Regions from separate parts of the Zea mays genome. Here region 2 is linked to region 1. A link is a contact called in public Hi-C data. All regions are on one chromosome and are shown on one strand. The core of a region is the stretch at or near the end of the contact, and the rest is flanking DNA. Distances in the headings are between cores, read along the strand shown. Region 1 holds the start of LOC542158 (thylakoid assembly 8). Region 2 holds the start of LOC100282907.

Evidence for each region. Hi-C and Micro-C count contacts between places; a contact is called where the count stands out from the background.
Region 2: a Hi-C map of ear shows a contact between it and region 1, with 2.8 times the contacts expected there. The contact joins the promoter of LOC100282907 here to the promoter of LOC542158 in region 1. A contact is called at or near these places in 7 of 25 Hi-C or Micro-C datasets (bundle sheath, ear, endosperm and 3 more).

What each region holds. Positions count from the first base shown.
Region 1 is chr8:15,555,183-15,562,308 of Zm-B73-REFERENCE-NAM-5.0, reverse strand. LOC542158 (thylakoid assembly 8) reads left to right here and starts at 3,356. Exons shown (of 1, transcript NM_001111780.2): 1 at 3,356-4,497. The coding sequence starts at 3,437. The coding sequence ends at 4,228. It overlaps LOC100281383 (importin alpha-2 subunit), which reads right to left. Exons shown (of 11, transcript NM_001154301.2): 7 at 6,238-6,388; 8 at 5,806-5,887; 9 at 5,596-5,654; 10 at 5,179-5,484; 11 at 4,591-5,083. The coding sequence ends at 4,925. LOC100273202 reads right to left here and starts at 2,169. Exons shown (of 9, transcript NM_001365687.1): 1 at 1,678-2,169; 2 at 1,484-1,579; 3 at 1,268-1,360; 4 at 1,064-1,149; 5 at 727-990; 6 at 440-567; 7 at 226-321. The coding sequence starts at 2,035.
Region 2 is chr8:15,720,849-15,727,974 of Zm-B73-REFERENCE-NAM-5.0, reverse strand. It overlaps LOC100282907, which reads left to right and starts at 3,351. Exons shown (of 3, transcript NM_001367094.1): 1 at 3,351-3,692; 2 at 3,792-3,910; 3 at 4,034-4,553. The coding sequence starts at 3,441. The coding sequence ends at 4,430. It overlaps LOC100280991, which reads left to right. Exons shown (of 5, transcript NM_001153911.2): 4 at 903-1,026; 5 at 1,116-1,668. The coding sequence ends at 1,346.

The sequences.
Region 1 (7,126 bases), core at 2,107-4,606:
CAAATTGCCCAATGCAAGAGATTACAATCCATATCTAAAAGGAACAACCACACACATTGCCTGCTCAATTATTGTGTGTGTGTGTGTGTGTTGTTGTTGTTGCACGCAGGAATTTCACAGCAGGAATTTTACAAGAATCAGTTTATTTTTCACTGGAAAAACTAAAAATTCTCGCATTCCAAATGGGGGCCCCAAAACCATGTCCTTGACAGAAACTCAACGTACCTGAAAACCCATATCCTTATGCCCGCGGCGATGAGTTCACGGTAGATAGGAAGCATGGACCTCGGTGAATCTTTCCAAAAATCATACACTGGGTCACTGCAAGGAACCAGTGGTTGTTTAGTGCAACTAACAAGGAAGAGGCGATCAAAGGAAAATACATACTTGTGATGAGAGCAAGACAAACAAACAAACAAAAAACCAGCAGAACAAACACCTGCAGGTTACCCAGGGATACGGTATTCCGGTGACATTGGCATGCAGAGCTCTCTGCACCTCAGGTAAGTTGTAGTACTTCGTGGAGTACTTCTCCGTGCAGGGATCGTACCCTCTGGGCAACCAGGGCTACATTTGAACCAAGCGTGGTGTCAGGAGGAGGTACTTGAACTCTTATGCTTCACAAGCACTATACTTTCAGAAGCGCGGACAATACAGTAAGCGCTACAGTTTCAGAGCAAAGAAATGTCGTGTGTTGGTAGCGAAGCAAGTGTACTACCGTAATACCGTTCTTCCTCTGATTAGCCTGCGCTTGTGGAGTGAAGTCTTCTTGCAAGTCGGCGTGTAGATGCTGTACGCATCGATATTGCCTTCCTCGGCCTCGGCGATGTCGAAGACCTTGTTGCACTCCTTGGACGCATGCTCAGATACGTCGAACTGGCAGGCAAGCCGCAGCTTCTCGTAGGTTTCGTCAGAGATCAGCCCGTGCGTCCACAAGTACTCGAATGTGCCGATGAAGTCGTGGTAATCGTCAATTACCGCATTTCCAACCTATCATTTCAACAGAAATGAGCAAGCAGAACATCAGTAAAAGATACAGATTCATAAAGATCTGAGTTCTGACCATGAAGCCTTTGAAGTTTAGGATCGGCTTCTCGATGCCTTTGTTGTTCCGGTAGACTAGCTGAGACAACTGAGGCACGTAGTGGCCTGAAACAGCCAGTGCGACGAATTAGGATCCAGGAGTGTAAATGTGACTGCTAGGTGACGCTAACAACTGCAAAATTTAATCCCCATCGTGAATTGGCCAGTTTTGACAGCAATTCACCTGCGTAGCTCTCTCCTGTGATGTAGAAATCGCGATGCTTGTATTGTGGGAACCGCTCCAGCCAGTTCACCAAGAAATTGTACGAGTCATGGGCTGCAGAAGAGCGTTAGCCGGAAAAATTCGCAAGAGCAAGAATCACAACAGCCAGCAGCAGGATAATGAATACATGTAGAGTCCTAGAACTAGACAAATGTCTAAACCACTCTGCCAATTCACCTGTCTTGTTGTCACCAGCAGTGTACAGATCGGAGGTGGAGTTGGAGTATGAGTAGCCGACGCCGGCCGGCGAGTCCAAGAACAGCATGTTCGCCACTGCAACCCAACCAGTCAGTCATCAATCATCATCCCCATGACAAACACGCTACCTACAGATCAAAGTAGGCGAGCGCGCCTAGGCACCAAAATCGGACCTTTATTCCAGGGGTAGGGGTTCAAGTAGAGCGTCCTGCCGTCGGCGTTGATCCGGAAGGCGCCGAGCTCCTCTGACGCGCCGTAGCCGACGGAGGAGCACCCGGGCCCGCCGTTGAGCCACAGCACGAGCGGCGCGGACTCCGCGGGCACGCCGGCCGCCTCGATGAACCAGTAGAAGAGGGCCCGCCCCGCCGCCGCGTCCACGGTGACGTAGCCGGAGTACATGGAGAAGTTGACCGGCGGCTGGCCAGGCAGCCTGCCGATCCGGTCCGCCTCCGCCGCAGCCGTCGCGGCCGTTGCGGCGGCGGCGCGGAGGAACAGCGCTAATGTGGCGGCCAGGACCGCGGCGGTCGCCATTGGCGCTCGCGGTAGGTCAGTGGATCGGCGGAGGGCAGCACTGGTTGGTTGGTGGTGCAGAGTAGCAGAGCACACGGACACAGGTAGAGAGTGTTGATGATTGGAGCATCGGAGGAGTTGGCTAGGACTGGAAGTGACTGACAGCCAATGGACACAACCGAATGGCCGGTGACTAGATGAGAATTTTGGGGAGACGTGGAACGGATGGAAGCCATGGAGTGGTTATTCTCTATTCTCCCGCCGGTTAGTTTGCTTGGCTAGGCTGGCAGTAGATCTGAACGGGAAGGGAGACAATTAGGCAATATGGTGTTAAAAACTTTATTACGGTTAGTTTAAGAATTCTATTTTCTCAATAGATTCATTTTTTCTTTTTTCAAGAAAAAATGAACTAATATCTTTAGAAAAATAAAAATTCCTTAAGAAATAGGATCGTCAAAATAGCCCTGAGGACTAATTTTCCAACTACAAGGAATTTTCATTTTCCAAGAAAAAATAAAATAATTTCTTTTGAGAAAATAGTATTGCCAAACTAGCTCTTATAGCTAGTTTAGAAACTTAAATCTTAAAAGAGAGATTTAAGTTTCTAAACTAGACATTAACTAGAGCATCTCCAACAAGTTATATTTGAGTCTTAAAATTTAAAATATAACCTGATTTGAAGTGTTTAGGGCCACAAAAACATTTGCAGATATAACAGTTGAGTTACATATCATATTATTTAGTAACATTTAGAATAATGTACAAAATGAGGATAGAGCTCTATCGTTATGGGCATATATTTAGAACCTGAGAATCTAAATTCTATACTTATTTGATGAATTATGAAATAGAACCCCCTATTGAGGCATTTTGTGTTAAAGTCTTATATTTTAAAAATACAACTTCATTTAAAACTTATGTTGGAGATGAAGGAGTGCTTCCTTGACTAAAGTTTAGTTTATGTTATATCAGATATTTGAATGTAATTATAAGTATTAAATGGAGCCTAATTACAAGAATAAGAGCATGTTTAGATGCTATGTGCTAAATTTTATCATGGTGCTAAAGTTTAGCCATTTTAAATAGATATTTTAATATGTGCTAAAGTTTAGAAATATTAAGTGCAGTATAATTATAAAAGTAGTTATAAAAAACAACACTAAACTGGAAGACGAATCTATTAAACCTAATCATGAGTAAGTTAAACTTAATAAATTTATCTCGATATTTAATCATCATCTATATATTTAGTCTAGTTAGACTATATTAAATATATTCATAAAATTGTTATTCAAAACCAAACACCTCAGATACTGAAAGACGGAAGATAGGCAATCACATGGAACCCAAAATCCGCAGCATCCACTGACTTCCTCTGTTCTCTTTCTCCTACCGCTTCGTGGCTTCCCTGCTTCCGCTCCAATGGCGTCTCTCCTCTTGGTCCCGCGCCTCACCCGGAGCCCATGTTCCAACCCAGGACCCAGTGCCGGTCACAAGCCTAGGCCCGTGTCCATCACCTGCGGGCCGCGCGACAACCGCGGGCCCCTCCAGCGCGGCCGCTCCCTCTCCACGGAGGCCATCCTGGCGATCCAATCCCTGAAGCGCCTCACCTCCGCCGACCGCTCGCCGGCGGCTGCCTCGGCCGCAGCAGCCACCGCCCTGGGCCGCCTCCTCAAGGCCGACCTCGTGGCCGCCATGGCCGAGCTCCAGCGGCAGGGCCACTGGTCCCTCGCCCTCGCCGCGCTCCACATCGCCCGCGCCGAGCCCTGGTACCGCCCAGACCCGGCGCTGTACGCCACCTTCGTGTCCTCCGCGCCGCACTCGCCCTCCGGCGGCGAGGGAGACGCCGAGGCCGCCGTTGACGCGCTCGTGGAGGCGTTCCTGGAGGAGAAGGCGAGCGGCGGCGGGTTCGTGGACGGGGAGGAGGACGTGTACAAGCTCACGAGGCTGCTGCGCGCGCTGGTGGCCAAGGGCAGGGGCCGCGCGGCGTGGAGGGTGTACGAGGCGGCCGTCAGGAAGGGAGGCCTCAACGTGGACGCGTACGTGTACAGGGTGATGGCGCGGGGGATGAAGCGGCTGGGCTTCCAGGAGGAGGCGGCGGAGGTGGAGGAGGACTTCGCGGAATGGGAGACCACGGTCTCACCGCCCGCCAGGGACGTGCTCGACGAAATGCGAGCAAGAGACGAGATCAAAACCACTGCTGCTGCCTCCTAGTCCTATAGCCCACCAGGGTTTTTTTAGCTGATAAATGGGTTTGGTTGGTGCTAGAATTTGTCATGCTACTGCAACAACGGTGATACTGATACGTCTTCTTTAGAAATCATACGGCCATTAGGCCACTAACAGAAAGTGTTTTAGCGGTTGACCATCGCAATTGCAGGACATACACCCTTACAACTAGGTGTTGCCGCAATCTGTTCAAATTTCAAATTTGGATTGTCAAATGGTTGCTATAGAAAGAGAACAGCAGGGTTATTTATTTCATACTCCCTCAATCCCAAAATAAGTCTCCATATCATATTTCGAGGAGTTTAAACAATCTCAATTTAGACCAAATATATACCAAAAAACACTAGTTTTTATGGTACATTATAAACATCATCAGATTAATCAGTCATATATTTGTACTCTAAGAGCATCTCCAACATTTCCACACTTAAAATACGAGACGAAAAAATATTTTGAGATAGAGGAAGCACTGTGCAAGATGTCAGTCTATGTCTATCTAAGGTATCCACACTTAACATCTCCAGCTCACGGTCAGTTTCAACACATTCACATTTCCAGCTATATATTAGGGGCTAAATTACATGGAAACCATGATGAACGGCGCATCCTTCTGTTCCAGGATCGTTACATTTCAAACCCACAAATAGCTCCACGTTTACCCAGATGTATCGGCGGCACAACTCACAGGCCATAGTCTTCGCCAAAGTATTTATCAACCAAACCATTCGCCATATTCCTCATCATCTCGTTCTCATGGAACTGGAACCTCTCCATGGCCTCAATGCCGTCCTCTGTCTCCACGAGCTTTGGGCCCTGGCTGTCAGGGTATCCTCTCATCACCTGCCAAATGAATTCGAATTGAGGTGATATGAAAATGCAAGTAGACAAAAGATATGGCTGAACGCTTTTGACAAGTCAAATTTCAGATTCCTTACCAGTTCCAGGAACTGAAGCCCAAGTCTCGCACTCTCTATATCGGCCGACCTCACCAAATTTATAAATCCTGGAAGGGCTCCACCATCTACGATGGCAACTAAATGCTCAACGATTATAGTTGGGGGGTTACCACTGCCTGCTGGGACAACACACAGGTTGCCCAGCGTGTATGCTGCTTCCCTGCGGATGTCAAACTGTGCAGTCCTGAGGAGGTGCATCAGCAAAGGAGTCGCCTCACTACCAAATATCAGTTTCTTATGCTCAAAACTGCCCGCTGCTATATTTGACATGGCCCATGATGCCTCCTATATAAGCAGTTCAAAAAATATATATATACAAGACAAAGCAACGAATTATTTATCCTTTTAGAGTCCAAATTAAAATAAACTTAGTCAGCAAATGAAAGGGTAACATACCTTCTTGAGAACCCTATGGTCGCTCTTCAAACACTTGATAAGACTTGATAAGGCTTGATCTGGAACAAAATTTAGTTAGTAACTTAGTACTTGGAGACTAACGCATACTCTAGAACGGCAAGCTGTTAGCTGATGATAAACATCATTACAAGTGAAATTATGGTGCTCATATACAATTAGCTACAAAGGATTATCCAATCATGAGCGAACCTGTTACACTGTTTCCAACAATAAGGACTGAATCAACCATGTAACCATCACCGGCTACAAGATTTCCTAAACCGCGAAGTACCTATTTTGAAGTAGAAAAGTCAATCTGTCTGTGCTGTGAAATCACATACATGTGCTATACATTTACATGTTGCTAGATAATTCTAAAGTTACAAGAGAAATGATCCTTGATAAACAGATGTCAATTTATACAATGTACATCAATGGCAAATCTGTATTGTCTGGAAATCATTATTAGCACCATCATACAAAAATATCATGACAAACAGATATCAATTTAGAATATAGAATAGTTAGTTGTGCAACAGTTAGCAATAAAAAGTGTCCCAATAATCGGTTTCTTTTTAGGAAAAAATCTGAAACCAAGAATAGGCACAAGGAAAAAATGCGATCAAGAAACAGATATGATACCGGAATGAGCAACTGCAAGTTTTCAGATGCTAGAAGGCGCCCGATCAGCAACTGTGGCATCGAACTTCTTACTATTAGGCTGGTAGCTTTTTCTGAAAGTGCTGAAAGATAGACAACCACCCATGCCACCTCAGTTACAAGTTCTTCATCCCTGAAGGGTCCAAAACAATTCATCAGCAGCAGTAAGGAGCAAAGCAAGCACAGGGATTCGATAGATTTAGTTAGTTGGTTGATGATATTAACATGCAGAATTTAAATATTTTTGAGACAGGCCAAACATAAGACTGCATAGAGAAAATTGCACAAAGCAGCCAATATATACAACACAGCATGGGATGCATACTGATGAAAGTATCAGGATATTGGGCATGTTACTATAACCCCACCCAGCATGTTTCTAAGATCTGCAATGGAGTGAAGACCATAGTTGTTAAAGCGTCCTTGAAGCGTCGCTTAGGCGGCGCCTAAGCGCTAAGGCACGCTGTACCAGCAAGGCATCCGGCTCGCCTTAGTACCGAGCCTAAGGCGTCCACTTTGGCTATTGAGGCGTCGCTCCGGCGCCTTGAAGCCTTCTAAGGCGACGCCATGAGGACACCTTGAGCCTTGAGGTGCTATAGGGTGAGCACGCATGCAACTGCAATTTGAAACCGTCCCTGGAGTTCGCCATCTGTAGCAGCGGCGGCGGCGGCCCCTCACCTCCACGAGGTCTCCAGGCTGTGGCGGCGAGGTATCCTGGGCCCTGACCCCCTCACCTCCACGGCGACCCCTCCCCTCAGCGAGCTCTCCAGGCTGCGCCGGCGAGCCCCTCCCTTCCGCGGCGACCCCCTCCAGCCCTCCCCTACCGCCAAGCCCCTCCCCTACCTGGTCAGCTCTGCCCTCTCCCCTCTGC
Region 2 (7,126 bases), core at 2,102-4,601, 170 kb before region 1:
CTCCCACAGTTTGAAATTGGTAGGAGTATTTCATTTCGTTAGGACAAGCCTTTGACCAACAATTTGTGTTAATACAATTTTGTAATGCAAATTCAATGCCACTAGATTTTTTATCACATAAATGACATTAGTAGAGTAATTGTTGGTCAAAGTTTGTCCTAATGAAGCAAAATATGGCTACTAATTTCAAATGGAGAGAGTATTTACAAAAAAAGCAACCATTCTTTGCTCAAGAGATATATGTATTAGTGAAATAAGGAGCACATGTTTGATATTCACAGCCTGTTATCTTATTCAATTTCTGTGTTCTTGATTTTTATATGGATTTAAAGTTCTTGAGTTGTGTTTTGCACTGCACCTTTTCTTTTTTATATTAAGTGTACTAATGCACATGCCTATGGTAGTTTAGAGTCTGCAATCTGCAGTTCCTTTTTTTCATGACGATATTTGTACAAATAGTTAAATACTGTAATCTGTGTGAATGCTGTACTAGCAACTTGGAGGATAAACCTTTTCCTTCTTTTAATAAGTGATTTTTTGTTGTTCTTGCAGATTAGTCGTTTTACATCAATGTGAACCCTCACTAGCATGAAACTTTTTGATATTGTTGCACCAAGAGTAGCACTCTAGAATCTAGATTTGGCCTTTCTATACCATGCTTCTATGGATTCCGCTGGCAATAGCCTGTTTCTTTTTCAGTTGTATGATGCCTGTTTTTGCTGTGATGATAATGTCGTCGCATTTATCTGAGTACTGTGAACATATTCTTTGATTATGTATTTATTTATGTAAATTTGAAAGGATAGATATATAATATTGCATCCCATAAGTTTGTTTAAATCTTGTTTTCTTAAGCTAGTCTATGTTGTTAATATCTCGCTGCTTTCACTGTCATCCAACAGGAAGCGCTTATTTGGTATGATTAATGAATTGCAAACTGTTTTTGAAGTTGTCTCCGGTGCGAGACAACAACAATCTAAAGAGAGGTCCAGTATGGACAATGGTGGTAGAGCCAAGCCTGTAAAGGTAGACGATATTTGTTATTCATTCTACCATTGTTTCTCGACGTTCAGTTTTTTTTTCTTCTCACACCGTGACAAAAACATGATTGGCAGATAGAAAATAATGGAAAAGTCACAGACGAAGCATACGAAGATGACAGTGATCACGGTGAAACCCTATGTGGAACCTGTGGTGGGATATACAACGCGGATGAGTTTTGGATCGGGTGTGACATGTGCGAGCGATGGTACCATGGCAAGTGTGTCAAGATAACTCCTGCCAAGGCAGAGAGCATAAAGCATTACAAATGCCCGAGCTGCAGCTCCAAGAGGGCGAGGCAGTAGCAAAACCCATGAACGCAGGAAGCCTCCGAATGTGGGATGTATGGTGCAGAAGAGGCGCATTGCAAAGTTTGCAGGCAGGAGAAGGCCAAGAGGCCTCCATTTACAAGATTAGAACTATATTGCTATCTTCCCAGTGCCTTATGCTTGCGTTTACCTATGATAAGCTGATGTGAGGAAAGATAAGACATTTGGCAACCAGAGGCACTTAGTTAAATGCCCCTTGATATACATGGGGGTAAAAGAAGAGGAACTCATGTTTTGTCGAATATATGGAATCTTTTTTTCCCCTCTTACAGTAACATGTACTCCATCATACATAATTTATCACGCAGATCAATGTTGAGGACAAAAGACCTGCGTGCCCCTACGAGAAGAATGATGACATCTGCTGCGCTTCTGATTGACAACAGGCCCGGGGTCTCAGGTCAGCACCACCCACCTCTCTGTGTGACAAATTTCAAATGTTAAATCGTTCAGTTTCATGGGACGGGAAGGAGCACCCCTTCTGATAAGGATGGCTGCAGCCTTTACTGACCAACTTGAATTGTGTAGGAACTGAGGTAAGTAAGTTTCGTCTAGCTACCTACCTACCTACAGCCGCCTCTCAGAACTAAAAAAAACTGTGAAGTGTTTCTGTTGTTTTATCTAACGGTCGATCAGTGAATTGACTGTCCCGCAGAATAAACATATGTACGCGATACCAAAGGATAAGCACAAGCAGAATAGATGGACCATATACGAAAAGGAAAAATGTTATATTTACATCGAGCGATTACTGTAGCACGTAACATGAATAGTAGCTTTATTACAATCTAATTTTTTTTTTTGGGGTTGGAACTCTTTACATCCTTCTTTTTAATAGAATTTACTAATTCTTTCTGTGGAGAGAGAGGCTATATATGTTACCAGACCAATAACAGCAACAAGGCGCCATGCAAATTGTGAGTTTTTATAGCTTGTAGATTGGTGTGATGCCCAGCAGACTGAAACACTGCCGCGTCAGTCACGATTGCCGTCGCCGCCGGACAAAGAATTCAGGTGATCTAAACATCTGGTGAAGAAGTGGGAGAAGTCCCAGAAACGTGAGGTGATGTGGACAGCTAGCAGAGATAGCAAGCAAGACCTGGCAACTGGTGTAGAGCTTTGAGGATGCTTCGGATAATGAGCTAATACAAGACAGGCTCGATCGAAGCGTATCAAAATTGTCCACCTGTTAATCTCAATTCATGTGGATTGAACTAGCAAGTCATAATTCCTTATAATCTCACCTAAGGCCTGTTTGGTTCCTGAGAATTGGTCACCCGAAACAATTCCTAACCGGATTGTTTATCTAATAATTCATATAAGGTCTGATCAACTGGAACGATTTCTAGGTGAGTTTCAGCAAAAAACGAACAGGTGGATCAAACCTTATATCCGCAAAAAATATCTGATGTTTAGACCAACCTTCGTGGCCTAAACATCCGGTAGTTTATTCTCCAATCCACATGGACTGGGAATAACAGAGGAAGACCCGAAGGGAATGCCATTTGTGGTAGAGGAAGGTGGACAGCGGCGTCACAGTGGAGATCACTGCGATAGCTTGAGCGAACTTGCTGTTTAGGCCAGGAAGCATGCTGATAACGGGCGCTGAATCGGTGACGGCGGCGCCGCAGTCGTAGAGGGTGTAGGCAAGGCGTTTGAGGCGACCACAGTACTCGGCGTTGGACATGTCGCTCTAGAAGAGGCGGCTGTGGAGCTCCTGCTGGCTCTCTGTGCAACTCGGCAGTGCAATTTCGTGCAGCATCGGTGCAACTCTGCACGCCATCCCGCTGGCCACCCTCAGCCGCTGGCTAGTAGATTCTCCTGTAAACACCACCACCGTCTCTGCGCTACAGAATTTTGTCATCCGGAATCAGATTCCTCAGGCACCATCTCAAGCGGCTCTACGTTATTCCCTCTGCACTTCATTGTCAGCAATCCTAAAAGCTCGCAGCAGCAGCAGCTAGCAGCTCGTTCTTGTTCGTCAGCTCTAGCCTACCCTGCGCTAGCTGGCTCTTCTTTAATTCTGCAGGGAGTTCCAGTTTCAGGTAGAGTGCAGGCGGAGAACCAATAATGGGGGCGGCGCCGTCGTCCGACGACTCGTCACGCGCCGGAGACGGCCGGGCTGTGGCGAGCAGCGCTGCCTCTGGCACTGGCAGCAACAGCCACCAGGCCCAGTCGAAGCGGGCGCCGCCGCCTCACAAGTTCCACGAGATAGTTGCGCAGGAGGCGACGACGGCCGGCGGCGGCGGCGGCACTGCTGCTGCAGCCGAGCTGGAGGATCAGGCGTGCAGCACCGGGGTGTACCTGGCTGGGAAAACCAAGGTAGGTTTCAGCCACGAACACGTACACGTACACTTGAACTCTTGTCTGATGCTTACTAGTAGCTGAGGCGGCACGAACCCGATGGATCGATTGATGCAGAAGTACTGGGTGGACGAGAAGACCAGGTGCAACTGCTTCGTGCTGTTCGCTAGAGCGCTGTCCATCACTTGGGGCGACGATCCCAGATACTGGATCTGGCATCCCGTCAGAGAAACCAAGTACGTGCTATCTATACGTAGTGCTTGCTCCAGCAATTACATATACATGCATGCTCAGTTCAGTGCTCAGCTCGATTCGAGCCATGTCTGTACCTGTACTCTCTCTCCCTCTACTCTGTACAGTGACGCCGAGATCGTCGAGGCTGCGTCGCTGCAGAACGTGTGCTGGCTGGAGGTGCACGGGAGGCTGGAGCTGTCGCACCTCACGCCGGGGTGCAGCTACGACGTGGCCTTCCAGGTGATGCTCACGGAGCCGGCGTACGGGTGGTCGGTGCCGGTGAACCTGCGGCTCAGGTTCCCCGACGGCACGGCTCAGGCGCGGAAGGAGAAGCTGCAGGGGAGGCCCACGAAGCAGTGGCTGGAGCTCAGGGCCGGGGAGGTGAAGGCGCCGGCCCAGCCGGGGGGAGCGGGACGCAGCGGCGAGCTTGAGATCTCCCTGTTCGAGTACGACGGCGGGCTCTGGAAGAAGGGGCTCCTCGTCAAGGGCATCAAGATCGTCCCGAAGGAGAGTGATTATTAATTAGTGTTTGTAACTTTGTTTCAGGGTGACTGCTCCTGCTCGCTTTTGCCTGTCAGGTGTGCTAAGAACTTCGTCTAAGATAATTGGAATAATTAATGTGTGTGGCACTGCGTATTTCAACGCTTCACTCGACTCGATCGCCTTTGCCTGTCAGGTGTACTAATTTGTTTTTGACCATCCACCAACTTGTTAACTTGCCATATAGACACCTACACAGTTTATACAATCGGAAATCTTTGGCCATTGAACCACCACCTCGTAACTTTGGTTATGTAAACTACTACTGGAATCAGCGGATACTCTTCGGCAAAGGATATACAACAGAGTTAACTGAGTTAACTAAGAGTTAACTGAAAAAATATATTTGTCTCCACAGTTTTTTGTCGGACACTCGATAAAATCTTTGTCGAGTACCAAAATACACTCGACATAACAAATATAAAAATGGTAAATATGGTCGACAAGACAACACATCGGTGGCAGTTATGTATCAACTTCATCCGGCACTCGAAGTATTAAAGACAAGACAACTACGCTATATTTTGTCTAAGATTAGCCGTTCGAATTGAAGAACTAACCTTAGACAGAAAAGTTAGACAAAGTGTAGTAAGCTAGACAACGAACCAAACAATAAGTCTTGAAATTAAATGCCTAACTGGCATGCGAAGTGTTGAGTACCAAAATGAGGACCGAACTGTCTGGTCCCTGGGGCCGGACGGTCCGCACTGGTGGTACGGACGGTCCGCGCGTGCGCAGAGCAGATTAGAGTTCCGAGTTTTGTGCTACGGTTGTTAGCTAAATTCGCGGAATTAGCTCGGGAGATTAGTTTGTAAAGGGTCCAGCCCCCCTCCTCTATAAATACAGAGGTATACGGCCGATTTGTAATCATCAATCGAATCAATAACACTTTTATCTCGCATTTATTTCTTGTACAATTAGGAGTAGTTCTAGTCTAGTTCTAGTTTAGCCTCTCAATCCTCAAATTCTCCGCTTCTCTTCGACTCTACTTCGATTAGAGGAGTCTAGGTCGGTCTGCCCGAGCCTAGACAACGACAACTCCTAGGATCTCTCCTCCACGACGGGGTCCCTCCTGGGAGCGAGATCCAGGCGCCGCCGGCGACCTTTTGCCGCCCCTGCACACGCGCGGACTGTCCGGCCCCAGGGCACAGACCGTCCGACCGACAGGCATGAAACCCTAGCCCTGCGCCAGGTCGTGGACCGTCCGCCCCTGTGCAGAGAGCACTGCCACGGTTCGTGTTGAGTGATTGGCGCCCGAAAAAGACACCAACATACTTTTGGCGACTCCGCTGGGGACGATTTCATACAGACCTATCGAGATCGGCCCTCAATGGCCGGTTCAAAGGAGAGCTCTAAAGTTTCCACCAGCAATATCATCAAGCCGACTTGGGAAACCTTGCCGGCTGAAGAACAGCTCCTATTCGAGGAGCGCCAGGAGCAGCTGATCCAGGAAGCAAAGGCGAAATTCCTGGCCGACTTCAAGGTGGACAGGAACAACAAAGTCGTTCGGCAACGGACGACAGATCTGGCTTCGCTCCGACCTACTACGAATACCCCAATGTAAGTAGCACCAATGAACTCCAATCTCTTAAAGCTTACATAGACGAACAACGAGAGCAAATACAATGTATCGTAGGAGATATACAAAATGATCATAAAAGGCTAGTGCATGCGCTTGATAAGTCTACTATTGCAAATCTTCCTTCGCACGAGGTTGAACTAAGGGAATACACACGTAATCCATCGGCTACAGGTTGTCATGACCAGTCACAACCCCTTTATGAGATGCCGATAGACATGTACCTTGGGCAACAACAGCCTCCCACGCACATCGGCGATAAATTTGCCGATCTGCGCATGTCTGGACCGTCCGCATGTGAGCATGGACCGTCCGGGCCAGCGGCGACCGATCCCATTTTTAGAAGCGAATTACCGAGTCCTGCACCCAAGCCGCCACATACCGTGCAAACCCTAGATAACCCACTCAGACCGTCCGCGTATGACGCCAGACAGTTCGAATATAATGTTGGACGGTCCGGCCACATGGCCGGACAGTCCGCGCACGGAGCCGGACGATCCGCGTATTTAGCCGGACGGTCCGCGTATTTAACCGGACGGTCTGTCATAGAGTTTTTTAAGAAGGATGGATATCCAACTCCGTATCCGTCCCAACTAGACCCCCCATCTCACCATACGACCCACCAGCACCATAATATAATCTACCAAACCCGTGAGAGTGAGTACTTTCTGGCCCCAGAAGGCCAGAAAGGAATGGCTAGTCCTATGAGCCTCATAGGGCATGTATTAACGTGCCGCAAAATCCAAACCAATGGGGAGGAAAACAACATACCAACATCCAAACAAACTCACCCATATTGGACCAAAGAGCCGGTGGTCTCCCACCGGCTGCCATTGATATAGTAAGAGAGAAAATAGCTGGGGCGTTCCGAGATAAGCTCGGAGTTAGTATAGTCCCCGGGGGGCATTCATATCGGAGACCTTATAATAGCCAGTTTGACTGTCTCCCATACCCATAGGGGACCAGAATACCCGAATTCGCAATTTTTTCGGGTGACCAAGGAAAGAGTACGCGTGAGCGCATAGACCAGTTCTTAGCACAGTTAGGAGAATTGGCCGACACCGAAGCATTCCGTGTACGTTTATTTTCATTATCTTTA